Regions from separate parts of the Mus musculus genome. Here region 2 is linked to region 1. A link is a contact called in public Hi-C data. All regions are on one chromosome and are shown on one strand. Each heading gives the region's core, a stretch centred on a gene start, on an enhancer-like site or on the middle of the called end of the contact. The rest is flanking DNA. Distances are from core to core; before and after follow the strand shown.

What was found. A called contact is a pair of places that touch in the nucleus more often than the background predicts.
Region 2: a contact with region 1 is called in a Hi-C map of cerebral cortex, with 2.4 times the contacts expected there. The contact joins two enhancer-like sites. A contact is called at or near these places in 4 of 484 Hi-C or Micro-C datasets (the N1E-115 cell line, cerebral cortex, embryonic stem cells and 1 more) and 1 of 9 other capture datasets (embryonic stem cells).

Annotation. Positions count from the first base shown.
Region 1 is chr12:116,904,665-116,908,886 of GRCm38.p6, forward strand. All of the region lies in intron 11 of Ptprn2 (protein tyrosine phosphatase, receptor type, N polypeptide 2), which reads left to right. Among named protein-coding and RNA genes, the nearest start is that of Gm31336, 150 kb to the left of the region's middle. Within about 2 kb of position 2,932, at least 36 of the 459 cell types and tissues checked have an H3K27ac peak or open chromatin away from gene starts, as enhancers often do. A contact at or near this core is called in cerebral cortex, where this site is marked.
Region 2 is chr12:117,022,858-117,027,325 of GRCm38.p6, forward strand. Ptprn2 (protein tyrosine phosphatase, receptor type, N polypeptide 2) reads left to right here. Exons shown (of 23, transcript NM_011215.2): 12 at 1-11. Among named protein-coding and RNA genes, the nearest start is that of Gm10421, 130 kb to the right of the region's middle. Within about 2 kb of position 2,309, at least 13 of the 459 cell types and tissues checked have an H3K27ac peak or open chromatin away from gene starts, as enhancers often do. A contact at or near this core is called in cerebral cortex, where this site is marked.

The DNA of each region.
Region 1 (4,222 bases), core at 1,682-4,181:
ACAATGAGTAATAGCCACTGGGTATGTGCCGGGCTCATTTACTGACTGCCTATTTAGGAGCCGCCTATTCCCAACTGGTCTCAGGAGGAAACAATTCAAAGGCAAGATAAAATTGTTTTAACCATAACCACTAAAGGATTTTTAAAGCAGAGTGATACAGTCTGACTTGTATTTTTAATTCCTTTTTTTTTTTTTTTTTTGGATTCAAGTTGAGACACATAAGATGTTAAGGGCCATCTACTGGGTGTAAGATGTAAAAGGTGAAGGGAAAGAGAAGGCAGATGAAGTGCTCTGGATGAGGACTGGGCTAGGAGCAAGGGAGGTGACATGGGTGTGGTCAGAGATGTGGATGGGAGTGGCTCTGTGGATGAAGATAATTGCATGGAAGTGGACAGTGATGTGGATGAGGAAAATGACGTTGGAGAGAACTGCAGAGAGTGGCAGCAAGATGACAGGAAGCTGGTTGGAGGGGACCATAGGGTAGAGTTCAGAGATCTCAGTGTATGACAGCTAGCAGTGCAAGGGCGGGTTCAAGTCCAACACTGCTCTCCTCATTTGTACCTAAGGGGGTGTCTGTCATGGTTGGGACAGGAAGTGCTTAGTGATGTTTTTATAAAAAGATAAAGAGAGGGGGACGTATTCTATGGAGCTATAGTGAGGTATGGGGGAAGGGAATGCCTCTGCGGGCCCATGCTGAGGCATTCCTTCTCCCTGAGGGACCATCCACATGATGGTATAGTATAGAAGAGAGTTTAGTAAGGGCATGGGAGGGGAGTTAAAAGGATAGTAGAGGCAGAGAAAGGGGGAGAGAGAGAGAGAGAGAGAGAGAGAGAGAGAGAGAGAGAGAGAGAGAGAGAGAGAGGTAGAGAGAAAGGTAGAGAAGTAGAGGCTGGCCATGAGCACATGGAGAGAGAAGGGGGAAGGGAGTAGAGAGAGGGTAGGAGCAGGAAGGGAAGAGCAAGAGAGGAGCTAGAGAGCAAGGAGGGGGCAAGCAGCCCCTTTTATAGTGAGTCAGGCACACCTGTCTGTTGCCAGGTAACTGTGGGGCAGAGCTTAGACAGAATGCTAACAATTAGAGATAAACACACTGAAGAGAATAGAAAGTTGATTTTGCCCATGTTAATATTGGGGCTGGATCTGGGAGGAGACACAGTATCCCCCAAAGGCTCTGTGCAGAAGCTTAGTTTTCCTCTTCTGTTGGTAGTGGGAAACGGTGGAATCTTCATGAGCTGACCCTAGTGGAAGGAAGCTGGGCCAATCGCAAAACATCATTGAAAGTGACATTAGGACTCAGATCTCTTCCTCTTTTTATTTCCCAACTTCCTTGAAGTGAATAACCCCCTCTGCCATGTGCTCCTACCATGATGTACTGTGCTGCCACAGGCCCATAGCAGCAGACAAAACAACCTTACACCAACCCTGCTGAAACCGTGAGCCAAAATAGACCTGTCCTCCTCCTTAGTTGACTATCTGAGTGTCTCATTACAATCACAGAAAGCTGACTATTGCAGTTACAAGTGTAAACAGGGATGCAGAATGGAAAATCAGATTCTCCCCTGCAGGCGTGGGCTGATGTGTTAGGCAGGCTCTGCCCGAGGCAGTGTGCTGGCTAGTGTTTAATCAACTTGACACAGCTAGAATCCTTTGGGAAGAGAGACACTCAATTGAAAAAAACACTCCTTCCAGATTGGCCTGTGGGCAAGCCTAAGAAACATTTTCTTGATTAATGATTTATGTTGATGGATCCAGCCCACTGTGAATGGTGCCACTCCTGGGCAGGAGGTGCTGGATGGTATAAGAAAGCAGGCTAAGCAAGCCATGAGGAGCAAGCCAGTAAACAACTTCTTTGGATGGGAGACTACAAGCTATAAAATGAAATAAACTCTTTAAAAAAAAAAAAACAAAGTAGTACAAATTATCACTAGGATGGGCAGTGACTGTAAGACTTTGCCTGAATTCCTCCCCGACAACCTTAGGCTGCACATATATAAACAGTGTAGAATTGTGGTGTCAAAATACCACCAGGATAGGATGAAGATGGACAGGTAGAAGCAGATGGTGCTCTGTGGCCCCTTGATGGTTTGTGGATGTTAATTGGCTCTCTTTGAACATCTTTCTTGCTCTTTGCCAGCAATTGGTGTCTCCCCTTCACTCCCATGACCTTAAGGGCCTGGTGTGTGTGTGTGTGTGTGTGTGTGTGTGTGTGTGTGTGTGTGTGAGAGAGAGAGAGAGAGAGAGAGAGAGAGAGAGAGAGAGAGAGATACAGAGAGATAGAGAGACAAGGAGATATAGAGAGAAAGAGAGAGATAGAGAGACAGAGAGACAGAAACAGAGACAGAGAGACAGAGACTTGAGAATGCCTGATTGGAGAGTTCCTGGCAATGGCCATCATACAGTGACTAGAAGATGCTCCCAAGGGGCTGGGGCTGTGTCTGTGGAAGGGACCCTCATTAGCAACAGCAACTTCAAGGAGTTCTTACCTCACAGAGGCTCTCAGCAGAAACCTGCTCCTTCTTCACCTCACCCATCTTTAGCAGAGTCAAACCTGTCTTTTGTAGATTTGAGGTACCCCACCTGTGTCTTCACTGGTTGATCTTCATTTTCTGTTAATACACAAAGGGTGTGTCTGCTTTCTTTTATTCTCTTAGCTTAGTGATGATAGTGCCTTCACACCTAAGTGGGAGTAGCTTGTTCCAGAAACAGGGTCGAGCACTACAGAGTGACTTTGCATATCTAATAAGTGGCTTCAAGATAAGCTCTGGGGTGGGGGAAGATAAGGTATGAGCCTGTACACACCAGGTCAAGAAGGTCAAGATAAACATTCAGGGAGGAAGGCAGGGTGTGAGCCTATACACTAGGTCATCTTGCAGTTTCTCTCACAGGCCAGCTTAGCAGACTGACTCTGAACAGGAGGAAAGCAATGTCTGTCAAAAGCCTCCTTTGGGGAATTCTACAGATGCCAGTTCCCATGGCAACTAGATGAGGAGAAGGGAGAATAGGAAGCTTGCTCTGAAATCTGGCTTCAGCTTCAAGCCCCTCATCACGGGCTCTCACCCATGGCCTCAGCAGGGCCTGTGAGCACAGATGCCTGCTTGTGGTCTCATCTCCCACTGTCACTGAGCCATTGCCTGACTCTCTGATGCTTAAGGCCAGGCTATGTGGGGCCACCTCAGGCTAGAGAGGAGGTAGTTGATTCTGCATATATGGTTATCTAACTTTGAATGGCCCAACTCTGTAGTTTCTTCTTCTTAATCCTCTGATACCTAGCACCATCTCTTCATCTTAGGTATGGCTTGTGGGAAAGAGTGTATGCTAAATACAACTGTAGCAATGTTAACCCTCAGTACTGTGAGTGCTCACACAGAACAGGTCACATCAGCACACCTGGGGTTAACCGAAGGCAGGTCTTAGGGTTAAGAGGTAGAGACAGCTTTGGAAAAGTATGAGAACTGAGAACAGATGGTATGCACAAGGGCCACTGAGCATGAGGGACAGTGTAAGGGCGTTTGGCCCCTGAGATGAGATACTCGGAGAGTAGTCTAGGTGAACAATCCTGCCATAAACAGATGTGTTGAATATGCTCAAAGCCTGATACACTTTCTGAAGTTCTGTCTGCAAACTAGCCCACTGTTTCCTCCTGGGACAGGAATACACAGCGTAATGGCGTACTCTTGGATGATGGCTGACTTGCATAGTGAGGCTGGAATTCCACATAGCCCCAGAGCAAGGTCCAGGAAATTCAAGAGTATAGTGAGACAGTACAGGCCTATTGGACCCACAGGCAGGGACAACACTGTAGGTGGCTGCATTTTGAAGATGTCAGATGCAAATTGATCAATCGAACAAAAGGACTGCATGGGTGATAGTTCTAGCCCTGCCTGAGAGCTACCCAAACACAACATGGATGACTGTTGGACTTTAAGGACAACAGACCTTCCCTACTTTAGAGCTTGGGGTTTCCCCTTGTTCCTTTGCTGCGCCCCCCCCCCCCAGCCCTTTGTGCAGCTTCCCTCAGCCTAACTGCACTCCCTCGGCCTGGGCTACCTTCCTGAAACCCCTCTGCCAGAGTCCCATTCCTGTAGCCCCCTCAGCTGGGGTCCCTTTCTATAGCCCTTCCCCACCCCCTCAGCCCAGCTAGCAGGCTGTCTCCAAGCAGAGGGAAGCAGTGTCTGTAAAAAGCCTTCTTTAGGGAGTTCTGCAGATGCTGGTCTCCATGGCAACT
Region 2 (4,468 bases), core at 1,059-3,558, 120 kb after region 1:
GAATCAGGCCGGTGAGTAGGTTGAGGAGTATCCTTATAAGAGATGGATGCCCTCACGCCCACCAGGTGTCTCAGTGCTGGCTGGCTGGTGAAATTCAAGAGCATAGGTTTGGCTCATTGTGTGGCTAATCCACGTAGCGTCTTGTTGGCTCAGCTGGTAGGAGATCGGTCCTCCCAGTGTTTATAGATGCTGACTAATGGTGTAGGCAAATGTGACTACTTATGTTATGCCTTTGAAATCATAGTTTTGTATCTCCCCAAGAAAAATCTATCACAAACCAAACAGGAAACTCCAGGAAAGATGATGATGTATAGGACTTAAATTATTGAAAATGAGTTAGTTCCTGGAAATCACTCTTTCCTTGGGAATTTGGTGTCTTTGTTACTTAGACATGTGTGTTTAAACAAAGGTGCAGAGCTATGAATCTGTCCTTGAAGTGACTTGATGCTGTCAGACTCTTTGGTGTCCAGCCATTGCCTCGCTGCAACCAGACACTATGTCTTCTCTGTGCCTGCTGGTGGCTGCTCTCTTGGCCAACTGACAGTGTAATGAAGTGCACATGTAACAGTGACTGAGGTTCCTCCTGGGAGCTGCATGTAGCCACTCACAAGTCAGCGTGGACCAAAGCCAATCTATGCTCTTGTGTCTGAAATTCAGATTTCACAGCACTTGCCATTAAAGTTAATTAAGTATTAAGGAGTGCTTGTTTGTAAGTGTTCCCCGCTATATACATTGGCTTGTCCTTACGGAACCACTTAGAGACTCAAAGCTGCTTTGCAGAGGCTCTGATTCTGCAACCAGGTCTTTGGCTTCTGGAGCCAGTAGCTGTTTAATTGGTGGCTGTTCTCAGAGACCTGGACTTCCTGGAAGCTCTTAAGAGGGCTTGAGTGCCTGGGGGCGCCTTAGTTATTGACAGCAGAGTGAGAGAGTCTATAACTGATAGAAACTTCTCAAAGGACATTCTAAGAGCCTGACAAATGTCACTCTTCTCTGTGTGTTCTTGAGGCTATGCTGGATGAGCAGAGCAGGTGACAGCTGAAGACACTCTGATTATTTACTGTTTCTTTAACAGCCAGTGAAGTGGAAGGAAGGAAGAAGCCAAATGTCTTGGGGCTTCAGATCTCCTATATCTAAATGAGGGACAGTGGCCATGTCAGAGAGAACAGTGTGGTGTGGAGACTGGACAGTGGGCACTTAGATGTTACTGCCTGCCTCTAGCTGAGGACAAGTTTATGTGCTGGGGGCTATTTCCAGTTCAGTTTCTTCTTTGGGGAGAAATGGTGGCATCCAGCCATTGAGAGCAACCCACATTCAGGCAGCACTCATTGGTATGGCCCAGTTTCAGAAAATGTAGACACCGTGAGTTGAGTGTGTAAGCCACTCAGGAACAGGCAGCAGGTGCATAAGACCCCACTTCACACGGGAGGCCACGGTGTGATTCATGCGTTTGGTTGCTGAATACCTCATCCCTTATTGCAGTGTGGCCTCCGGCTGCTCCAGGGCAGTCAGGATGCACAGTGGGCCAACCCCATTGCTTAAGATAGACCTGGTTCTCAAGCATTTTCCAAGCTTTTCTTGGCTTCTTTCATAAGACCCACACTCTCATACCCTACCCTGAGCCTGAGGATTGGCTCTGCAGTGGCCTGTTCAGAACACAGCTGCTTGTTCTGGGGTGGAGAGGTTGGAAAGCTGTGTTCTCATCCTCCTTATGACCCCACCTTACAGGCTCTGGCCTCCAGCACTTTCCTTCTACCAAGGAATCTAGGCTTTCTCTCTGGTTGCCTGTGTGTTCACCATAAATATCTGTTTCCATTCTGCAGTGATGCCTTTAGAGTAGTCTTTCTTCTTACCTTGTGGCTCCATGTTCTATGCTGCTCTACAGGTAGTTAGTGTCTCTACCTCAGTCTACCTCATGGTAAACAGTCTACCTCATGGTTCTGTATCCTCTACTGTAGCATAGGTCAGTCTACCTTGGAAGAGCTTGTGCAGGTTTTCTTCGATAGCAGATATAAAATGTCTGGACAGAGTTAGCAGGAGGAGACTCCCCATTGACCTCAGCCTCACCGTTCTGCCATGCTAGTCACCTTTGCTCCTGAGATTCAAGCCAGCAGCCCTCAGAAGAGCTCAGCCTGCTGCCACGGTGCTTCCTGGAGATAGCCCCTTATCCCAAATATCTATTTTATAATCCCTTGCTTCAACCAGCAGCCACTTTGAAAGCTGGTGCCTCTTGAACCTTTAGCGTTGGCTGGTATCACTGCCGTGGCCTTGAGCCCAGCTCTCCACATGTTTCCTTGGCATATCCCTTGCCAGCTCTAGGCTGGAAGCTGCTCTGACAGGCAGAGAACATTTACAGTAGCAAAATGGGAGGAAAGGATTCAAGCTGAGAAAATTTTTAGAAACCTAATCATATCTTTTTCCTAATTTTAACTCTCTCATCCAGTAAGCCTGGTCTTGATGAATTTTTTTCTTTCTTTTCTTTCTTTCTTTTTTTTTTTTTTTTTCTTTTAGCGTATTTCGAATTCTTTTGATTCCTGACTCTGGAATGTAAAGCAGAGTGTGATTGCTAGAAATCTAGCAGCATTTACAGATCTGCTCCAGGCACTTGTAATTCACACGTGTGATGACAGATAGCAGAATTAGAACCTTTTAAGCCAAATAGAAATATCTCAAAACAAAATTTACAGGAAATGAGGAGATTGTGGTGCACACACGCATCCCGAATAGATGGGTGGTATTTTGATGTATTTCGAAATCTAATTTCTGACACCTTGAAAACTTTTCACATTTTAGTCACATTAATGAAGCTGTGTTTCCTCCAGAGGACAATTATAATAGCCCTGAAGAAAAGCTCAGAATGTGCTGAGAAACCAGCCTAGAAAGTTTTCCACCAGGCATGGGTCCCCCTCATTATGGAGTGGGGCTGCTTCTAGTTCTGATGCTAGCCATAAACAGCCTTGAAGCTTATCTGCCCAACCTTGAAGGCAGACAGAACAGACTATCTGGCCCAGCATCACCATGGTGGCCTTAAAGACCACAGCAGGGAGGAGTCCAAGAGCAGTGCTTGTGGGGGAAGGGGCAAGAGCTACTCTGGTGGAACTGAGCTCCTCCTGCTGGAGAGAGGCTTCCCACTCAGTGGAGTGGCTGAGACCAGATGTGGGTTCTCAGGAACCTCTCCAAAAAGTTTCCAGACCTCTTCTAAGAGTCAAGGAGGTTTGCCTGTGCAAGCTCAATAACTGTTCTTCACAGACATCCAAACCCCTGTAACCATCCCTGTGCCTCTGATGCTCCTGCTACTCAGAGCTTAAGGAAGAATTTTGTTCAAAGGAAGGGACTGTATGCTTTCAAATAAGTCCATCTTCCATGTCCATTGGAAACCCCAAGAGTTCTTGGGGTGCTTCTGCCCCACAAACTACTGGGGCTCTCCTAAAGCACACCCTGGCTGAGACCCTGTGTAGGGGATCCATGGTTGCAAAGAAAAAGCACGAGGTGTGAGGAAGTGATATGGGGAAGCAGCCTCATTTTCTCCAAATCCCACCTTACCATACTCTGTTGATGGAAGTGTTGTAGCTTTAAGCCTCTTTCATCAAAAATCCCAGCCCAGGGCTATTGAGAAGGCTCAGTGGATAAAGCCAGTTGCTGTCAAACTTGATAATCTGAATTTAGTCCCTGGGTCCTACATGGTGGGATAGGCAGCTGTCTCCCACAGGCTGTCCTCAAACCTCCATATATGTATCGTGGCATGTGTCCATGCATGCACATTCACACATGCAATAAATGAATAAGTAAACAAACATGTCCAGTCCAGTGGCTCTAGATGGCTAAGAGGAGCTTGGGTCCTGAAATAATATTTGGGCCAAATCAAATGGGAGAGCCATTGTGCGGCGGGGCCCTCTGTGCCAAAAACATAAAGCCTGATCTTTTGATTTAGAGTTTGAACTTGCAGCATTTATGTAAGGAGTCCACTCGCCAAGCAGAGAAATGAGAGGAATAAAAAGCTTTATGAAAGAAGAAAGAGTTGGAAGAAAGGAGGGGGAGTCTTAAAATATAAAACTGGAGGAAGGTGATGATTGTAGTGCAATAAATCAGGAGAATTCTGTGATTTCCTTGAAATCACTAAAAGAAAGAACTCTGCCTGTAAGGTGGCTGCATGTATATATATTGCTGACTTTAAAACAACCATATATACATGTGCAGACACATTGGTGCCTTTAAGGCAGCAATACATACACATGCAGACACTTTGCTGCTCACAGGCCAGGCATCCTGTGGTGAGGTTGGAGGTTGTAAGTTTGTTCTTCAGTATCTTTTGGCCTATTCCTTTGAAATCATTAGAGATTCAAGATGCCGCAAACTGGACTAGAGAATCCCTACATAACACTCACCTAGCAGGTTTCCCCTTGGATCCATGAATATAATTGTAGGGCGTCAGTAAAAACAGGAGATTTTTACTATGTGGAGTGTGTGCAGC